Linked DNA regions of Rattus norvegicus: region 1 is linked to region 2. The links are chromatin contacts, called in public Hi-C maps. All regions are on one chromosome and are shown on one strand. The core of a region is the stretch at or near the end of the contact, and the rest is flanking DNA. Distances in the headings are between cores, read along the strand shown. Region 1 overlaps Prkg1 (protein kinase cGMP-dependent 1). Region 2 overlaps Prkg1 (protein kinase cGMP-dependent 1).

The links. A called contact is a pair of places that touch in the nucleus more often than the background predicts.
Region 1: a Hi-C map of the A7r5 cell line shows a contact between it and region 2, with 4 times the contacts expected there. The contact joins two enhancer-like sites. A contact is called at or near these places in 2 of 12 Hi-C or Micro-C datasets (the A7r5 cell line and the Rat2 cell line).

The regions. Positions count from the first base shown.
Region 1 is chr1:238,832,025-238,837,143 of GRCr8, reverse strand. All of the region lies in intron 2 of Prkg1 (protein kinase cGMP-dependent 1), which reads left to right. Among named protein-coding and RNA genes, the nearest start is that of Prkg1, 220 kb to the left of the region's middle. Within about 2 kb of position 2,778, at least 13 of the 93 cell types and tissues checked have an H3K27ac peak or open chromatin away from gene starts, as enhancers often do. A contact at or near this core is called in the A7r5 cell line, where this site is marked.
Region 2 is chr1:238,083,851-238,088,469 of GRCr8, reverse strand. All of the region lies in intron 5 of Prkg1 (protein kinase cGMP-dependent 1), which reads left to right. Among named protein-coding and RNA genes, the nearest start is that of Cstf2t, 280 kb to the left of the region's middle. Within about 2 kb of position 1,894, at least 15 of the 93 cell types and tissues checked have an H3K27ac peak or open chromatin away from gene starts, as enhancers often do. A contact at or near this core is called in the A7r5 cell line, where this site is marked.

The DNA of each region.
Region 1 (5,119 bases), core at 1,529-4,028, 750 kb before region 2:
CATATACGTAAACACAATGCAATTGGACAGTGGTCCTATGTCTACTGAAATATCATTGTTCATTTGTTTCTCATTGATCCAAAGTAGACCTCGACACTACAAGTGATTAAATCCAGCCAAGGGAGTGTCTTGGGCTTTGTGAGGAAATATTTGGTTCCCTTTGTAATATTTATTGCTATAATCAGTAGCCTGATGAGCTGCTAGAAGCCGTTTTGTCATTAAGAACAAAATGGTTTCATTCATTAGAAATCGCTCCCAATATTCTCACCTTAAATCGCTAACCATGATAAATGATTCAAATTGTCTATGGATATGAATTAAATTAAAATGAAATGCATTTGCTCAGACTTTGTGGAGAAATACTCTATCAGAGAAATGCAGCACCACCATCCATTCATTCCTTTTCCCTGTTTACATGCCAGGAGTAAATGCTGCTAAGTGTTTGTGTCATTCCAAAAGTTGTGTTGAAATGCAATTTCCAGAGGGAAGGTATTGAAAGGGGGTTCTTTTCAGGGATAACTAGGTCTCAGAGGGTGGAACCTCCCAGAATAATTTCGGGGACTTTAGGGAAAAAGTCTGAAAAGGATCCTTCTTTTCTGTGTATACAGTAAGGGCCACAATACAGTGAGAAGTTGTGGGAGGTTATTCATAGCTGCGAACAACCTGAATGAGCTTTTATATATATATATATATATATATATATATATATATGTATGTATGTATGTATGTATATGTATACATATATATAATATAATATATAATATATATATAAATATATATATATATATGTTGTTTATAAGCTTTGTTATAGTGACTGAAAGCGATGGATACCAAGCAAGTGAACAGGTTACTTTTTACAAGAACATACTGACAGACCTCAAGTACGAGACCCGAGTTCTGCAGTCATTTCTTTTGAACATAGTTACTGAGTGTGGACTATTGTACTGGCTGAGAGTTCTAAGAAGTGTCATAAGAGATTCTATAGCTGATGTTGGTGACGTCTTCTCTAGAATCCTTTGGGTGGGCGTCCCCATTCCCCAGCTCTCAAATAGGACCTCAGTGGATACTATTTGTTTATAAATTGTAATTGCAGTCCCTTCTCACGTGCTATCTCTGACTGATTAAAGATGCAGAGTCCAGAAAGGCTTGGGAAATTTTGTGTCTCTTGCATAGTGGCTGATGGCAAATTAACTGGGAGGGAGGGAGGGAGGGAGGGGGAGTGGGGGAAATCTCTGTAGGATAGCATATACCCTAGAGACTAATCTATTTCCTGACATAGCAGTCGGCTCTGGACAGATTCTCTTGGAGGAGCCTCTGTGTCTGACTCCCTCTGCTGTTGTGGAGTTCTTTCCCTTACCCTCCTACAGGTTTCCTCTGAGACTGCACAATCACTGTTTCATGCTCTTTCTCCAGAAAACCATATCTACTACAGAAACAGACAGTGGTCAGAGCATTCTCAACAGAATCACTTTTCCTGCAGTTTGCCTAGACTTAGAAGACATACGGTCTTTTCAAAGAAGGCATAATTGATCAGATACGTGGATCAGCTTATAAATTAAAAGGGGGCATCATGCATTTTTGAAAGAGATATGACAGTAGTGCTTGGGGCTTTCCAGAAAAGTCCTTCAGTTGCATTATAGAAGGGACAGAAAAATCTTTGAAACAAAACAATTCAAGGTTTGTTTGAGGATTACAACTAACCCATGTTATGTAGGGGAAAATGGAGAGTTATCATCATACCATATTATGGTATGCCTTGGAAGCAAAGTGCTTATTCTAAACTCGAAGGCCAGTGCCTGTTTCCAAGCAATGCCTTATTTCTGTTGAAACTACTTCAGCTGATAACAGACTTGCTACAAAGAAGGCATATTGGTGGTGGGAAATAAAAGCTGAAAGGGCACAGGAAGCTTAACAGAGAGATGAGAAAAAGTGACATTCCACAGTGGTGCTGGGTATGGAATGAGGAGGGATATCTCAGAAGCAGAGCTGAAGAGTCTTGTAGTGTAATTGGATCCAGAGAGCCAGGGAGGGAGAGAGGACAGCGACTGGGTTTGTCTAAGTGGTGACCTCTTAGTGCTTTCCCAGAGTAGAATTACCGCACTGAAGAAAGCACGTGTCAGCATTTTCTTCGAAAAATGCAAACACTGTTGCCAGGGGTGGTGTGACTCAGTCAGCCAAACACATTCTCTGCAAGCATGCAGATCTGCGTGTGATTCCCCAGAAGCCACACGAAAGCCGGGCTCTGGGGCCATGCACCAGCCATCGTGGTGCCGAGGAAGCAGGGAAAGATGCATATGTCGGGGGTTGCTGGCTGGCTAGGCTCTCTGAATCAGATAGTTCCATGTTCAGTGAGAGACCGTCTCAAAAGAAAAGGAATAATGTAAAAGGTAATAAAGGAAAACATCTAACATCAACCTCTGGCCTCCACATGCATGTACCAGTGTGTATGCATGTAGACCTCTACATATGTGTGCATACTCGCAAACACATACACAGAGATTTATAACTTTGTAAAATACTGAATCAACTTAACGGGATGGGATGCTGCTTCAATGCCGTATTCAATTCATTCTGGGAAAACTATGGGTAACTCTAAATTTGGTGCCTGACTTTTGTCCACAGTCACATTCACGGGCTGAGAGAGGCAAGCGAACCTTTCTTCTTAGGTTTTCATCTCCCTTCAGATCTGTAGAAGCTGCTGGTGTTGAAGTAGCTGCTGCTGGCTTGGTGAATGGAAAAAGGGTTGTTGCGCCTTTTATTTTTACTTCTTTTGGCATTTCCTGAAAGCGTAATGCTGTCTTGTGAGGCCCATGGTGATTTATGACAGAGCCGTATCCGGACTGTTTTCTGACTAACGGCCAAGAGAAAATGTGAAGCCCGAATGAAATTTTCTAGGCAACCAAGGGGCACAGCAGGAGATGTGGCAGTGCTTTAAGGAAAAAAAATTAAATAAATGAAGAACACTTCGAGCAAGTCCCATGGTTAGTATTATAGGAATACGTTGAGTCAAAATCAATGCTACTTCCGTTAACAACAAGTTTTACTTTTTTTTTCTTTTTTTGGTAAAAAAATCCTTTAAATTCCCCTGGTCCCCCAGTTGTAAAGCAATACTTTCTTCAAGGATAATCAGGATGATGCGAGTTTCCTTATATTTGCAAAATAGACTTTGGAGAATTCTTTTCTAACTAGTCTTAGCTCTTAGAGGGAAGGATCTGTTTTGAGTATTGTCTTTCCCTGGTTTCTTGCTGGTGCACAGTACCACATTTAAGCTTGTGGCTAGCTGGGCGATCTTTCCCCCTGGGTCATATAAGTGACGCTCTGTGTACTTTTCTTATACGTGGACTGAGAAAGGAAATGAAAAATGAACAGGAGTTTTTTGTAATCTAAAACAAACACAACAAAGTTTCTCTCTCTCTCTCTCTCTCTCTCTCTCTCTCTCTCTCTCTCTCTCTCTCTCTCTTGCTTTGGAAATTCTTGGTGACGTACTTCCCTTAGGATGGGTGAAATTCATCCCACCTCTGCTTTCTTACACAGTTGTATTATTTCTAATGAGCCATTGGACTCTGTAAGCATTAAGAAGAGTTTCCTGTTGTATAGCTGCTCTGGCTTAGTGCACGGAAAAAAACTGTTGTTGCATCTTTTATTTTTACTTTTTGGCATTTCCTGAAAGTGACAGGAAGATAAAAAGTGACCTGCTGTTTGGTCCTCCCGTGACTCCCTGCTACAGTTTCTCCTCCTGAGTATTTGAGCGGCTTCCTCCTCTTGCTTCTGTGTGTACATTATTCTTGTGTCCCCTCACCTTCCTCTACATCTCCTGGAAAAGAATTCCAGTGCTCTGTAACCTTTCTGCCCCCTGCTTTCTAGTGTACATTTGCCTTATTCCTTTGGTAAAATCATATTCAACAGAACAATGTTTATAGGGAGAATATCTCTCTATCCCTCACCACATGGCTGCCTTGCTGCTGATAGAAAAGACATGTATTGTCCTTAGTCACAATCTACAAACGAGAAACAGGTGAGGACAGAGCAAGGTCCTAGTGAATCCAGCCTGGAAATGCAGCTGTAACTGGGCTTTCTTTTGGTTTCTTTCCTTTTTCAGAGACATAGATGGCTTTTACATATGTATGTGTCAAGGTCCCTATGAAGAAGACCATTGCCATGAGCCACACTGAGATGGGGAATGTGCTTGGCTCTCCTATGGTGATTTTATGACTTTATGTATCCATGGAATAGAGCGGGCTGATGGGATGATACCTGAATTTCTGTTACTGACAGCTCAAATTACTAGCAAATGTACCATCTGACTCAGCGAGTTAAACAAAAGAGAACAGGTCAGAAGCCATTCCTGAATGTGGTCACACTTTTCTCTATGGATGGATTTGCTTATACAATGGCCCTTCCTACAACACACACACACACACACACACACACACACACACACACACACACACACACATATATATATATATATATATATATATATATATATATATATATATATATCTTGAAAGTATAGCTTAGGTTTGACTTTTGTCTCTAGTCAACCTTCCTGTGGTAAATCTTTCCTAATTCTCCTCTATGTGCCCAGATGAGCCCCTCTCATGTCTCGTGACTTCTCATAGGCTGCATTGTAAGATTGCCCATTTTCTGCATGTCTTTCAATAGACTATGAGTTCAGAGCATTTCTGTATTCATATTTGCTGGTGTGTGTAACCACCAAGCGTGGGTAGTAAATGCACCGATGAGAGGGTAAATCATTTGCCTGCAACAAAAGTCCAGTGATAGTTTATATTGGGATATATTTGAAACTTAGACAAGAAGCAAGAAATGTCTTCATTTATTTCGTTACAGTTTAATCTTCTGACTTTTATTGTATTTTTCCCAGCGAAAGACTTTTACATGCATACTTTTCAATTCTGTTTTAAGACATACTATAACTTCTAAGCTGTTGCTACTCTGTTAGGAATGTACCCACTACCAGTGACAGAGCCAAGAAATATTTTTCAGTTTGTTCATGTCAGGATTGAAACCAAAGGTCTTAGAACCAAAGAGACTCCAAGACATAGAACACACTCTAAAACAGAACACACTCCCAGACGTAGAATATACTCCAAGACAT
Region 2 (4,619 bases), core at 645-3,144:
ACTCTGCCACGGAGTGGACCTTAGTCTGGTTTCCTCTTGTACTTCAGTACATTCCTCTGGCCACTCCCAGCTCCTCTTGATTCTATTCAGACTGCTGAGTGAGATCTGGATGGAGCAATCACAGGGACTAAAAGTTTAGGAATGGGACTGAAAGTTTGGCTATATTCGATGACTGGCGTGCTGTTAAACTTTAAGTAGATGAAGTATAACCAGTGAGTCCAGCATTCCTACCTTCAGGCCCTCCTACCTTAGGCCCTACTACCTAAGACCGTGTTTCTAAAGTGTCTCAGTGCAAAGGGAGTAATATCTATGTTTCATATTAGGTTTAAACAGACCTTTTGGTGACTAAAGAACATAAGATTATACACATTAATGTTTCCATATGGTTACAAATGCATGTGTGAATTTCCTTTTATTTGGGTTCAAAATCTCTTAGTGTGACATTAGCTAGCTTTTAGACAAGATCTAATCAGACTAAGAATCATTAAGAATCACTGAAGACTCTTGCTTTAATTAGCTACTTACTAATCTTACTATTATTATTATCATTACCACCATCATGTGTATGTGTGTGTATTATCACGTAGGTTACAGGATTTGAACTCAGGTTGTCAAACTTGTGTGGTCAGAGCTTTTATCTGCTGAGCCATTGCCTGGCTCAGCCTGGCTCTATTTTTTTTTTTAAGATTTACTTATTTAATGTACATGAGTACACTGTCCATGTCCTCAGACACACCAGAAGAGGGCATCAGATCTCATTACAGATGGTTGTGAGCCACCATGTGGTTGCTGGGATTTGAACTCAGGACCTCTGGAAGAGCAGTCAGTGCTCTTAACTGCTGAGCCATCTCTCCAGCCCTCTATTTTTAAAATGGGTAAAACTGACTATATAAATAAACGAAAACGTTAAAATGGAATAATTCTTAATCAACACCTAATGGTGTCTTTAGTGTTCTCAGGAACCTCTAGATCTGTTCAAATAAGCTTCCTGATCCAGTGAGCTCCTGCATTTTCACTGCGTTTATTTAATTGGGGGAGGGACTATGTGTTGTACCTGTCTTGAAACTGGGATCTCACCGTGTAGCCCAGGCTGACCTGGAACTCCTTATATCCCAGGCTGGCCTCAAACTTGTGACAGCCCTCATGCCTTAGCCCCTTAAGAGCTGGATTACAGGTGTGAGCCACCATGCCAGGCAAACACAATTACCTCTGAACTACTCCAACCCTTCTTACTTAACAGATGGAAAATGAGGTCAAATGACTAGACAGACAGTTGTTGGGGAAGGAATGTATGAAGAGGAGGTAGAAACGAGTCTACACTTGCAGCTCTAAACCAGCCTCATAGCTATACAAATGCTACTATAGGATATTTTTCTCTTCTTCCCCTACCAAAAAAAGGAAAGAAATAGAAAGAGATAAAGAAGGAAAGAAAGGAAGGAAGGATGGAAGGAAGAAAGGGAGAGAGGAGGGAGGGAGGGAGGGAGGGAGGGAGGGAGGGAGGGAGGGAGAGAGAGAGAGAGAGAGAGAGAGAGAGAGAGAGAGAGAGAGAGAGAGAGAGAGAGAGAGAGGCAGGCCATTGTCTGTATTTCTAAATGTATGTCACGAACTTACTTACTCAGGCTGTATTGTTGTCTGCAGTGCCACCTATTGGTAAAACGAAGCAAAAACAATCTGCTCCGTTGGTACAGTATCCTCTTAAATCTCCTTGGAGTTTTGCAGGCAGCTGTTTAGAAAGCAGATTGTCTGTGATCCGACTAAAATAGGAAATAAATCATGTGTCGTATGCAGAGATGCTCAATTTTGTCATTTAGTAGCGACCCAAATAGGATCTAGGAGGCAGGATATCCGACTTCCCTAGTTCATAGCTCTGCCAAGAAGGAGGGGGGTGGTGTGAGGGCCGTGAGATTGCTTAGGGATTCTAAGCATTGGGCTCCTCTCATCTACTCGGATGCAAGTGGAACCGTCTCACGTGACTGCTGCTTTACACACAGGCGAGCTGAAGGGCCGGGACGTTTGTAACATGATCTCTCGGAGCCTTTGCGGAGCCACAGGGCTATAGCCAAGGGCTGGCTGCGAAGATGTAACTTTTAAAAGTTAGTTTTATGAGAACAGTGGACATGGTTTTCCCTTTCCTTAAATAGTAGAACCCTCTAAACAAGAATGCAGTTTTCATGGAAGAACAGGTTAAATACCAAGTACAGTATGATAAATGGCTGGAGGACTAATTGGAAGGTTTGGATCTTTCTTTCTTTCTTCTTTCTTTTATTTCTTTTTAATACAGAGTCTCCCACTGAAGCCCCAAAAGGCTTTGACCTTATGCTTGTCACCATACTGTCGGTCCTGGCCACTCTCAGTGGGATTGTACGCTTGTGCGTCCATGCCGGGCTGGAGGGATTAGGTTTCAGTTAAATTAGTAGGCTTAACAAATACTAGGACTTCTCCTCTCAATGGTACCCATGTGACCTTCACAGAAATATACTTACTCTAGACATTGAAGTAAAATAGGAAAATAGATGTGACTTCCTTCTCCACTGTTTGAAAAAATGCTACTATGAAAATCATAGTTAAGTCAGATTCCTTCCCACCTTCTGAACTTCCCCAGTTTTTATGGGACAGTGTTATTACTGGTGACTTTTACTCACTTTCCCCTGACTCTGCTGTTGGTGTTTGAGGTGGTTCTTTTTTTTTTTTTCATTAATCATTTTATTTGTTTACATTTCAAATTGTATCCCCCTTCCCGGTCTCCCCTCCACTAATCCCCCATCCTTTCCCCTACCCTTTTCCTCTAAGAGGGTGCTCCCCCATCCCACTCCCGACTCACCCCTCTAGCGTCCCCCTTCTCTAGGGCATCAAGTTTCCACAGGACTAAGTGCCTCCCCCACACTGATGCCAGATGAGGCAGTCCTCTGCTACATGTGTAGCTGGAGTCATGGACTGGCTTATGTCTATACTCTATGGCTGGTGGTTTAGTCCCTGGGAGCTCTGAGGGATCCGGTTAGTTGCTATTGTTGTTCTTCCTATGGGTTTCCAATCCCCTTCAGACCCTTCAGTCCTTCTAGCTCTTCTGTTGGGGTCCCCAGGGTCAGTCCAGTGGTTGGCTGTGAGTATCTGTATCTGCCTTAGTCCAGTGCAGGCAGAGCCTCCCAGAGGACAGCACACCAGGCTCCATTGGAAGGCTGGCTGTACTAACACCACTTTGTCTATTTAAAGTCCAGGTGGACATCCCACTAAACCAGCAGAACACTGGATCTGTGGGGTCTGTCGTAGAAAGCCAAAATTATCTCCTAGATTCCTTGCCCAGTGCTTCTTCTAATCACATGAGTTGAACCTTGGCTTCTGTGTCATGCACATTTTAAAATTTTATCTTCTGGCTTTGACCCTCTTGATTTTCTCTTACAATGACTAGTATTTTGATTATGGATAATTGGTGATAATTTTCCTCTTTCAAGTTTCTTAATCACATCTACTAAGTTCCTCTTCCATGCAAAATAACATGTGCGGACATTCTGAGAATTGGGGTGTGTCGAGATCTTTGGGGACTCATGATTCTGTCTTCTGTAAATGCTTCAAATAAGTATATTAATTTAAATAATATTTTGGTCACTGCATAAAATTAGATAAGTTTTGAAGTTATCTTAAGAAAAAGATTTTATTTTTTATGAGTTCTAGTTTAAACGCAATTAAAATATAATGTTGAAGATAGTCTGTTTTGGGATTGGTCATTAATTTGACAAAATAGATCAGGGAAAAAACAACATTCTCATACAATTAGGAACTCATGGAATGGGAATATGTGAAACAGGCTTTGGTGCTGGATGTGCTCCAAATGAAAGTACAAAAAATACTACAATATTATAATAAATATAAATGCTTTCATGAGTTTTTTGTAGATATGCTTGTATACACAGAGAGAGAAACAAAGGCATGCTATAGAGCTGACATTGATCAAGAAAAATCCAGATGACAGCTCTGTCTATGTGCCTGAAATAGTTGACACTCATTGTCAAGTTGACAGTACTTAGGATCACCATGGTAACACCCATCTGGAAGTTTCCAGAAAGGTTTAAATGAAGAGGAAAGACCCAGAAGAATCCTATAGATTTTGGCCTCATATTGAATAAAAAGGACAAAGCTGACTGGATACCAGCATTCATCTCTCTTGACTTCCTGTCTGCAGATGCACATGGCCAGCTCCCTCTCATGGTCCTTCCATAATGTCTTCCTCAACAGGGTAGACTATAACCTCATGCTATGAGCTAAAATGAGCTTTTCCATCCATAAGTTGCCTTTGTCATATATTTTTGTCACAACATGGAGAAAGGTAATTAATGCCTTGTTCACCATCAGTCTTTGGAGGACTAACTTGGGAATCAGATCCAGCTTCCGCCAGTGGAATTCAAATGGCTTATCATTGAGGTGAGTAATAGAAGTGTCACTCCAGCTTTATAATCAGCAACCTTTCATCCACCTAGTGAAAGTACTTGAAAATCGCAGTTATGGAAAGCAAACTTCCCAGCGAGTCACAGATGCTCATTCGCCCTCCTAAAAATCATGGAGGAAACTGGGCAAATTAGAAGTTTGAGCGCTCAAGTTTTCTGCAAGGCTTAATTTTGAAAAAC